Linked DNA regions of Zea mays: region 1 is linked to region 2. Evidence: chromatin contacts called from public Hi-C data. All regions are on one chromosome and are shown on one strand. The core of a region is the stretch at or near the end of the contact, and the rest is flanking DNA. Distances in the headings are between cores, read along the strand shown.

The links. A called contact is a pair of places that touch in the nucleus more often than the background predicts.
Region 1: a contact with region 2 is called in a Hi-C map of leaf, with 5 times the contacts expected there. The contact joins the promoter of LOC103646490 here to the promoter of LOC100276592 in region 2. A contact is called at or near these places in 3 of 25 Hi-C or Micro-C datasets (ear, leaf and tassel).

The regions. Positions count from the first base shown.
Region 1 is chr2:57,775,787-57,781,176 of Zm-B73-REFERENCE-NAM-5.0, reverse strand. It overlaps LOC103646490, which reads left to right and starts at 2,334. Exons shown (of 2, transcript NM_001327930.1): 1 at 2,334-2,443; 2 at 2,551-3,092. The coding sequence starts at 2,571. The coding sequence ends at 2,915. It overlaps LOC109943996 (a long non-coding RNA gene), which reads right to left. Exons shown (of 3, transcript XR_004856212.1): 3 at 2,169-2,849.
Region 2 is chr2:57,620,469-57,626,452 of Zm-B73-REFERENCE-NAM-5.0, reverse strand. It overlaps LOC100276592, which reads left to right and starts at 4,057. Exons shown (of 3, transcript NM_001150344.2): 1 at 4,057-4,371; 2 at 4,459-4,644; 3 at 4,756-5,101. The coding sequence starts at 4,132. The coding sequence ends at 4,914.

The sequences.
Region 1 (5,390 bases), core at 1,085-3,584, 160 kb before region 2:
ACTGCAAGCGCACCCGACCTGGGCGCGGGACAAACACGAAGACCGCGGGATTTCCACCTCTCTCTCGCTCCGGCTGCCTTTTTCCCCCTTCGCGCTCCGTCTCACGCCGACCCATCTGGGCTGGGGCACGCGGCGACATTTCACTCGTCGGCCCAGAGACCCCCCGTCTCGAAACGCCGACAGCGGGCATGGTGGGAATTCAAGCCCCACCCGCCTAGGCGCGATTATTCAACTTTTACCACTACACCGCATATTTGTTGGTGTTATATAAAAGAGTGATATTATAAGTATATATATATACTAATAATTTGGAAATAAAAAATATAATTGTCTTCAAATAAATATCTCATTTACACAAGGTATACCTACGTGATATATAAAAAACGTAGCAATGTACAAACAACTAGCTAGTAAATAATTAAATATCTTATTCAAATGACACTTTTCGAGGTTGCTACCCTGGGATATGATAAGGAGGATCTCAAATGGATTTAAGTTTCCAAACTAGCAAAAAAAAACTTTAATTAACACCTTAGACCGCTCCATGAAATCAAAGGGCACATTGGTCTCAAAACACAAACTAATCACAACTAATCCATGAAAATCATTTTTAAACCATATCCTGTACTAATACAAACCTAGTGCCACAGTTATGAGCCTGAGCCCAGATTCAGGTCAACCCCTCATGTCTCCGTAGTTGGGCAGAACTTGCATTCAAGTGCAATGTTAAACACGTCAGCATCGAATCATGGTGAATGGTGGCAAAATAATATGCGATCCGGTAAAGCGAATTTTAATCTTTGAACCCAAGGCGAATACAATTTGGCTCTGGATCCCAAAACCATTGATTACTGCTTCTATTTGCCCCCAAAAGTGGCATTAATGCTGGGATTAGTTCCAGCAAAGCCACAGGAAAAAAGAAATGCACAGATGACTCTCTCTTAACCATGTAGTAGTAGATATTAGCAGGCAGTACCATTGACCAGACCCAATGCAACACACAAACCAAAACAACTTTAAGTGAGTTGTGTGTCATCATCATTAACCAAGGTGGGATATGGAAGCAATCTTGGGGGATTACATTAGTGGGTTGCTACTATGACTTGAGGAACAAATTTTCGCCCTTTTCTTAATCGAAAGGCGATTAAGTCGCAAACCCAGGATGCAATATCTCCAGAATACTAACAAGTCAACCATCGAATTTAATACATACGCTGTCAGCATTTAAACACTGCAAGCTGGAAACGAGCAAAATCCCAGAGCTGCAATTCATAGGGTGGGAGATGGCATTAGAGGAGGCTGCTCCTATGTGCATCAAACAAAGCGACATTAATGAGTTTGCTTATCTCTTAGCCATTGTATCAAGATGCGCACCGGGCAATGCATGGGTGCACAGGCCTTGCCTTGCGCCATTCAAAGACCTAAATACCTAATTTCATAAGCTACCCAGCATACTCCATCCATATTGAAGAGCCTCATTTATTCAAATAAACAAGAAAATTGGCTCAACATTCAAGCCCATTTAGTGCTCTTTCAGCAATACTGTGCCCAATAAATTCCATTCATGGCCACATCAAGTTGTGAAATAAATTGGAAGCCAGTCAAATTTCAACTGTACAAGCTTTACAAATAATCAAAAGCAAACAAAATTAGTGGTTCCAACACTCAACTACACAACAAATAATCATTGTCATAATTATCTAATTGGCCCAACCAACTTTCCTGTGGCACATAAGATATTGTTCCTAAAATCTGTGGGATGTCAGTCATTTTAAAAAATTTGGAACATTTTTTAAATATAGATAGCAAGTTTAACCTCTCGCCCAAATGCAATAAGAAAGAAGCCTGAATCCAGAAAATGCTGTGGAGCAAATACTTTGCATTGCTAGCAGGCTAAAAATACTGATTAACAATAAAAAAATACGAATTAACTTGTTAAGCACCAGGTAAAAGTTTCCCAGTACCTGTTAATGTTGTGTAAAAAGCAACGAGCGAAGAAGCAAATGCTCAACTGTAGGCATGTGTCCCAGGTCCTGTTTTTCCTCGTTCAGATTTGTTGATCTTTTGCATATGACCCAACAGGCCACCACAAAACCTCTCACCTAGCACTTCTCTTCCACCCAACACATATTCAATCCTATTCCTTCGCCACTCCCCAACCATGAATATGATAGGCAATAAAATGCGTACAATTGTACTATTGCTACTACTATGAGATAGTAGTGAGTAATAATTAAATGGGAGCGTAGCTCTTATGTCACATTAAAGAAAACCAATTGACCTCCCATCCTCACCCCCTATAAATACCATCTATCCCTTCTCCAGCAACACCAGAGAAACACCTCTGAGCATTCTAAAGCTCATAGCCCTCTCCTTCCAGAGCATTTCACATCGCTCTCATCTCCACCTGCTTGCATCCAGCGCCTCGTCACTCTGCAAAACAGTAAGTCCCCTCACTATCTGTATCTAGGCATCTAATCCTCGTGACAGTATAGCATCCATCCTGAAGTGTGTATCTCAATCAGCTGATCCAACGTTTGATGGATGCAGACAGCACATACCTCCAAAGGATGAGCCGCAGCAACAGGAAGAGCTCTAGGGGCCTTGACCTGAAACTGAACCTCTCACTTCCTGCAACAGGGGACTCCTCCAGGAGGGCGATGGCTGATGAGGAGTCATCCCCGAGCTCCTGCCTATCGTCAGAGAACGAGCATGGCCTGCAGTGGTCCAACAGCCCTGAGGCCACATCCATGGTTCTTGCTGCCTGTCCTCGCTGCTTCATCTACGTCATGCTCCCACAAGATGACCCTCGGTGCCCCCAGTGCAAGAGCCCTGTTCTCCTTGACTTTCTGCAGGACAACAACAACAGTAAGAACAACAGTAATAATAGCAGCAGGAGGAGCAGGAGGGGATGAGCAATATGGTTCCATAGGCGGCACGACATCAAGAAAAAAAGTTATATGAAGTCCTAGGTCCAGTAGTTCTATTTGTCTAGTCATTTCTTCAGTGTAACTGTGATATATCCATTCTAAAATTGCGAAGCTAGCACCCATACGTTAGTATCACAATTTTGATATATCACAGATACACTGAGTGAGGGCGATATCTTTAATCCTTGTTTCCTTCCTTTGTGTCTCTAAATGTAATAGTTTTGTTTAGACATAGGACCAGACTTCCTATCTTTTCGTTTCAAGATAAGAAAAGTTCACCCTGATAGAGTGAAATTGAGACGTAACTTCATTCTATCATTCATAGGAGCTTCAAATCCAAGCTTCCAAGTCTCGGATTCAATCTCAACATTGGAAGAAGGGGATAACATTGGAAGACAATCTACCCCAGAAATGGGATGTTAGCATCACAGGTTAGCTGAACTGATCTATTGGCACTACTGCGCCCATAGTTGCAACGAAAAGATCTGTGCTTCATGACAACTACCCATAAAGACATCAAGTATTGAAATGGTGATGAAATTTCAATTGGAAAGAGACATGTTTAAAAAAGGTTGAAAAAAAGTTGGTGTGACGCCATGCAATAAATACTAATTAATTTCAGCATGTGTCACTCTGTTTCCATGGTGCATCCATCTGAATATGAACATTGTTACGCAACAGCCTTAATGCTGCTTTGGTCATCTTTATCAAGCCAATATATTTATGTTCACTTGATAAAGACGCCTCAGGTTAAGTTCAGATCATCAGTATCAGATACTACAAGTGGATTTGAATCACATCGAAAGGAGAAAGATCAAAAGAACATGTGCCTATATAGTATGTGCCCATTAATTCGTGTTGACTCAAAATAACAAGCTTGTCCCTTTCACTTCATTCATTGACGAAAACAACATTATTTCAGGTTGTAATGCAGTAGTTCAGTGACAAGACAACAAAAAAGGAATGACCTGTTAATAGGAAAAGAAGAAAGAAACATGAACAACATAAGAATGAAACAAGAAACAAAGAAGAATGTCGTGCCAAAGTGTATTACAGTATATTTATGACAGTAAAACACAAAAAGTAGCTAATTTAACAGTTACCATGCATGCAGCTGTTTTGTTTGAAGTAACGACCTATGTGTACTTGCCTTGTTAGAGACAACTAGCGACCACAAGGTCTCAACTATCAACTCTCAAATGATCAACCAAGTTACCGATTTATAACACACCTAAAGCACTAGAAAATAGGCAAGTGCGAACATCTGCATGGAACTGAACCAGAGTAACTGATAAGCCAAAGAACATAAGAATGTGCAAAAACGTATAAAGGAATATTGAGACATTACCTACTACTCCATCTGTTCCAAAATGTAATGTGTTTATTTTAGTCCTGAATCAAACTTCTCTAAATCGATCAAGTTTATAGAAAAATGCACCAACATCTACAACACCAAATTAGTTTCATTGAATCCCTCATAAACTAATTTCTTGATAATGCATATATTTGGTATTATAGTTATAGACATGAATATGTTTTTCAACAAACTTGATTAGAGGCTAAAAAGTTTGGCTTACGAGGTAGGAAAAAACTTAAACACCTTACATTTAGAAGTGAGGGAGTATTTATTAATGTGTTCTTCCATTCTCACAATTTATGTTTTTCGATATAAATAATAATTGCAAGATCATTAGTGAAACAAAGGCTAAACCAGGAGAAGAGAGAAATTAAGGAACAAGAGGAATAATGAATCTTTTGAACTACAAAGAATAATGAGCAAAAAGAAATGCAAGTAAGGTCAACACCGGTGAATATATCAATAAGTACATAATGGTTGTGCCACAAAATGAAGCTCCATGGAGGCATGGATATTTTCAAGCTGAGGCTAAATGTGTCTTCTATCACATAAGCACAAACAATACAAAAAAAAAAGTCGGCCGAAGAGGGAATGACCACCCTTCTGGTATTATATTAAGAAGAGACCGAAACAATGGTCCCAACCGAGAAAACCCCTGAACCCTGGCCCCCATCACTAATAGGCCAGCGTCAACCGTCCACTATGCAACGACCTAACCGGAGAGTGGTGCACAGGACATCGTAACCCAAGAGCGAATAGGGCACAACGACGGGATTTTTTTAACCAGACCCGAAAATTCGCCGCCGAGGGGAATCGAACCTGGGACTTGGAGGTGCTAATTGAAAGCCTTAACCACTAGGCTAGAGACCCTTTCACAAGTACAAACAATACATAATGCAGAATTTTTTAATTCCAGATATTAATGATAAAAAATAAGAAGTTAATCAAATAAGCAATTCATTTGAATTTATTATGTTGGAATGTGAACCCATAACCCTAAACAAGGTTGGGAGTAGTATTAATAGACTCAGTACATGGGCCAGGCCCATTACAGTGAGGGTGAGATGGTAATTACAAGGGGAAAACCCCAAACCCTAGACGGG
Region 2 (5,984 bases), core at 2,808-5,307:
TGTAGCTTTTGCACGTGACATGGTCACATATATAGTTGCACATGCAAGAGCACCAGATTAGGTAGATAAATACGGATATAAGACATTGTTTGTCCTTGAGCTTTATTGATAATTCTTGCGAAGCTCACTCTAATATAGAAATTGTTTTCTCTTAAACACGAAGGGTACATTTTATCATGTTGTTAGCACCAAATCCTGGCCGAAGGGCTCCATAAAGAAAGTATTCGGCCGTGAAGAAAATAAACATGTAAATAGGAATAGGCCTTTTACCGAAAATAAGTAATACATTAGATGTCAATGTAAGTTAGGAAGTGCTTATCACTTTAGCCCGTGAGGCTATATTTTGTAACATATATTCTCATGAATAAAGAAAGAAGTCATTCGTTCATCAAACTGTGGGTGCTTCTCATCCTCTCGGCGCATCACTGAAAGCCATTCATTTGCCAAGTAGCAGGTGCTTCTCATCCTCTCGACGCATCAGTGGAAGCCATTCATTTGCTAAGTAGCAGGTGCTTCTCATCCTATCGATGCATCGCCACCCCTTCCCCAAGGGTTTTCCAAGGTAAGCGTTATACTGCCCTAATGTGGTCTCTTATCGTGTCAGGTCGGCATGGTGTCACCACCTTACCCTGATAGATCTTGTGCTATACGTTGTTGTTAGAAAGATCTACTAGTTACCTTGTGTACCTTCAATTTATACATTTACCTCTATGCTTCATGCTATTAGGTTGATTTTACACCACCACATGTGTATCCCTTTACTGGTTGTCACACTCCATGACATGCTAATTACACATAGGCATGCGGCAGCTCGGATGCTCGATACACATATGGCACCCTACTTTACATGGTTAGTCTCGTTGTTTACTTCGGTTGGACTTTTTTAAGGTCCTGATCCATGTTCACGTGCATGGCCAACAGTTCTCAGTGGCAAATGTTCCTAGGTTTATTAATATGATACATGTAGTAGATTGATTTGGGATGTTCCAATAGATGGTTTACTTTATATCTGGCCCTATATTTGGTTAATGGTATGGGTAATAATGGTACTCCTATGGCCCGCTACTCCCTTCTTGGCCATGCACATAGCATGCATCGCTCTAGAGTAAGCAATCGACTTAATCATGCTTTAGGCACGTTTACTTTCATCAACAGTCACTTTTAGTGCATGATTACATTTATTGTTACATTAATACCCAACCTAGAACAGAAACGACCATCCGCTCAAGGAGCTAATCATGGCAAACCTCATAGGTCGATCCACACGATCCGATCGAAATTTAACATTTAGTTGATTGTTGTGCATTTGCAAAGTGGTACACCGACATCAACTCCCCCTTCCTAGTTGTCGGTCAAGCCAGGCGGCACACAGTGAACCCCTTGCCTAGAGCCACGGTCAGGAGGGACAATCGTAATAACAAGCACAACTATTGGCTCCTCTGGTGTGTCCACTGCCAAGGAGACCCCTTGTAGGTTCCCGCGATGATGCATGTCATGGACACAAAGGTATATATGGAATGAATACTCTCTTTGAGGTGTTGCTTTCTCAATGCCTCAGTCTAAGTCCACTTCGCATCCTGTGAACTACAAACATAAATACTTGCAAACATATTAGTCCACATGTTATGTTAATCGTCAAACAACAAAATCAATTAGTCAAATAGGTTGAGGTCATTTTCCATACAGTCTCCCCCTTTTTGATGATTAATGACAACACAACCAAAGCAAGCAAATATTAAATACAAAAATGAAATATACAATGTACTTGCTAAGGATACACGTGCATAGGCAAGATATATGAGATGCTAAATTGAAGGATATGTTGTCATTTAGAATTGAAACATCATTCTTGCATATGCAAACAATCCCCATAATGAGTGGTTATGAACTTAAGCCTCCCCCTAACTCCATAATCCTCATACTTCCTATCTTGGACCAAAACCAACATAAATAATCAATTAAAAGATTACAAAATTTTTAAAAATTAGTTTTGGTATTTGATATACTTTGGTCTACAAATTTCTCCCCCTTTGGAACTGAAAGTCGCCTAGAGGGGGGTAAATAGGCAAATCTGAAATTTATAAACTTTAAGCACAACTACAAGCCGGGTTAGCGTTAGAAATAAAAGCGAGTCCGAAAGAGAGGGCAAAAACAAATCAACCAAAGAAATAGAGCGGATGACACGGTGATTTGTTTTACCGAGGTTCGGTTCTTGCAAACCTACTCCCCGTTGAGGTGGTCACAAAGACCGGGTCTCTTTCAACCCTTTCCCTCTCTCAAACGGTCACTTAGACCGAGTGAGCTTTTCTCATTAATCAACGGGTCACTTAGACCCCTTACAAGGACCACCACAACTTGGTGTCTCTTGCTTGATTACAAGTTGCTTGAGAACAAGAATGGAGGAAGAAAAAAAGTGATCCAAGCGACAAGAACTCAAATGAACATAAATATCTCTCTCACTAGTCACTATTTGTTTGGAGCGATTCCGGACTTGGGAGAGGATTTGATCTCTTGTTTGTGTCTTGGAGTGAAGTCTAGAGCTCTTGTATTGAATGCAATGGTTGAAAACTTGGATGCCTTGAAGTGTGGTGATTAGGGGGTATTTATAGCCCCACCCACCAAAATGGCCGTTGGGGAGGCTGTCTGTTGATGGGCGCACCGGACAGTCCGATGCGCCACCGGACACTGTCCGGTGTGCCAGCCACGTCACCCAACCGTCAGGATTCGATCGTTGGAGCTCTGACAGGTGGGGTCATCGGACAGTCCGGTGGTGCACCGGACAGGTACTGTTCACTGTCCGGTGCGCCTTCTGGCGCCTGCTCTGACTCTGCGCGAACTGTCCGCGCACTGTAGCTGTGTTAACCGACCGTTGAACTCGAGCATTGCACTGGCGACCGTTGCTCCGCTTGGCACACCGGACAGTCCGGTGCGCCAAACCACGACAGTCTTCGGTGGGTTTTGCTCCTTTCTATTTGAACCCTTTCTTGGACTTTTTATTGGTTTGTGTTTGAACCTTTGACACCTGTAGAACTTATAATCTAGAGCAAACTAGTTAGTCCAATCATTTGTGTTGGGCAATTCAACCACCAAAATCATTTAGGAAAAGGTTTGACCATATTTCCCTTTCAGGAATCAAACACCGAAAAGGAAGACATGATAAAGCATATAGGAAGCAATAAAGCATTTTGCGCCTCTCAAAAAGATTTTCTTCCTTAAAAAAGTTTTCTCCATTTGATGAAGTAATCTGCCCCAACGCCCGTCTGGTAGGGTCGCAATCCTCTAGACCGGTGTCACCCTAGGTTTAATTATTATTTATTATAAGATTATTGTGTTAATTGGAACATGTATCGACCAACTGAAAATACAGTGCTACCACAAGGATGGAATAGGACGTCCTTGGCTAATTAATTAGGAAAGCTAGTGTGAGTTAACCCTTTCTTGAAAGGGCAAGCGGGTGGAGTGCAGGTATAGGGAGGTCATCGGGTCAGACAATCTGTATAGCTTTTTGGACAAGGGATTCCTATAACGCCTTTGGCCCGGAAACCGCAGTGGGTTCTCTCATCTAATGGAACTTTAGAAAGGTCTCGCGGTGGATCTCTAGCCATTTACCTTGAGAGTGTCTTAAGGGTCTTGCAAACCCTAGCTAAACTGGAAACATGTCTTATAGGTAAAGATGTGCAAACTCTGCAGTGGACACTCTCACGATCAAGAGCGGAAGTTTCCAACTTTTTAAGGACAAAGGAGTTCAACCTTGTATTTTCGTGCGGGTTGTGGTGCAAGTGGAAAAGGCCCCGTTTACGCTGGTCCTCCGTACTCCATGGTACAGCAGCAGGCAACTTGTCCCCATCCTCCACCTCACGTTGCCACTCCTGGGCTTCTCACAAAACAAGTCTCGAGGTCCAGAAACGCGGAGGCCCAGATGCATTTCGGCCGTCCATCAGAATCGTAAGCAAACGCAACTCGACAACAAAAGTCCGCGGGTTCTGTCTGTCCTGCTGTGCTCCTTCCTAAATCAGCAAATCCTATCTTGTCCGCTGCCCCCGCCGCCCCGCGGTTGGGTCGTGTCGTGTCCCCACCTCGTCTTCGTTCTGCTCCTACCAATTCCAGTCCCAGCCATCCGCCCGCCCAACTATGGCGGCAACGGCTCTGCTACTCCCCAGCCTCGCGGCGCTCACGGACACGCCGCGCCGCGCCCACAGGTTGCTGCAGCCGCAGCTCCAGCTCCAGCGCGGCTCCCTTGTCTCTCGGTCCCTCCGGCCTCCGCGGCGTCGGCGGCTCGCGGTCTCGGCCGTGCAAGAGACGAAGGAGGGGGAGGCCAAGACGGCCGACGAGATAACCGAGAAGTACGGGCTCGAGTTCGGCCTCTGGAAGGTAAGCGGGGGACACATCCAGGCAGCCTCCGAAGCACATGTGATGTGTGAGCTGAACGAATTTGTATTGCGCTCTGCGTGGCTGCAGGTGTTCAGCTCCAAGGAGGAAGAGGGAGGCGAGGGGAAGAAGTCGCGGACGGACCAGGCCAAGGAACTCCTGGCCAAGTACGGCGGCGCGTACCTGGCCACCTCCATCTCGCTCTCCATCGTCTCCTTCACTCTATGCTACCTCCTCGTCAGCGCCGGCGTCGACGTGCAGGACCTGCTCGCGAAGGTGAGCTGCTGCCTCCCCCCTCAAGCCAGCTGTGCTGTGCAATCGCCTCGCCAGCTGTGCCCTCGGCTCACAATTCAGGCCACGTATGGAATGTTCCTTTGCGCGTTGCAGGTCGGGATCGTGACAGGGGAAACCGGAGGGAAGGTCGGGACCTTCGCGTTGGCCTACGCCGCGCACAAGGCCGCGTCGCCGATCAGGTTCCCGCCGACGGTGGCACTGACGCCGGTGGTGGCCAGCTGGATTGGCAAGATCAGGAAGGGCGGCGACTGATGCGCCGCCACTCAAGTACACTTCTCACTGAATCATGTAGTCTATGCAAATAGCTATACATAAGCTTATATAGGTGTTCTACTAGCCGGTGCCAGCGAATCTATCTGGTGCTGCTTTTGTAAAAGCTGTTCGATGACGATTTTGAACAACCAGTAATGAATGACGAGTGGAGAGAGTTTTTGAACTAGAAGCTGACAATGCAGTGCGGTTGCTTCAGAGTTTAGCAATGATGTTTGCACTTTTCATAATGGATTTTGCTGATGATGCTTGACATTACTTTCTACACATCTAGCCAGCCTAGACACAATATGTACACAGAAACTGTGGCACCATCCAAATTCCAAAGGCAGAATCAAATGGACATAAAACCTGACCCTTTAAAAGCTGGAGGAGTGCACCTCTGTAACCAGCGGTTTAGTTTATGTGTCTGATTGAAGCATTGTTCTGCTTCCAAGCCATAGATACGCTGTACAAGCCACCAAACGTGTCACAGCAACAGTCCACAACAAAAGGCCTATCTCACCAGGCACATCTTGCCCACTGCAATCCTGGCTTCCACACAGAAATGACGCGTGAATTGTAATGAGCTCAGTTCGTCCCAAAACATCCAGCACTGTATCATCTTCTTTCTTGCCCATGGTTAGAGCCCACAGCCGTAGCCTTCAGGTGGCTGCTGGTTGAATGTCCCTGGTGAGCTCACCTCTTCAGCTAGGAAATCGTTGGGGTCTATCTGATCCAACTGCATTTCTGCTATTTACCATGTCAAGTAATACTTCACTTCAGAAATTGCAAGTACCTATGAAAATTATTGTAGATGACATTTAAACAAGACGTCATGAATACTAGTTCTGGAGAAAAGGATACGCTGTGTTCTCCACATATCAGTGATGCTAAACATCACAGTCTGTGAGCAGCCAGTAGTCCGCTCCACTCTGAGGAAGTGCAGTAGGACCATGAATAGCTAAGTCTACTATTTGCTTTGATCTTGTCAGGCGGAAAAGATACAGCAATGTGCAAACCCAATGCTCTTCACAATAAAAATGGTGCAATTAAAGGGATAGAAAGAAATC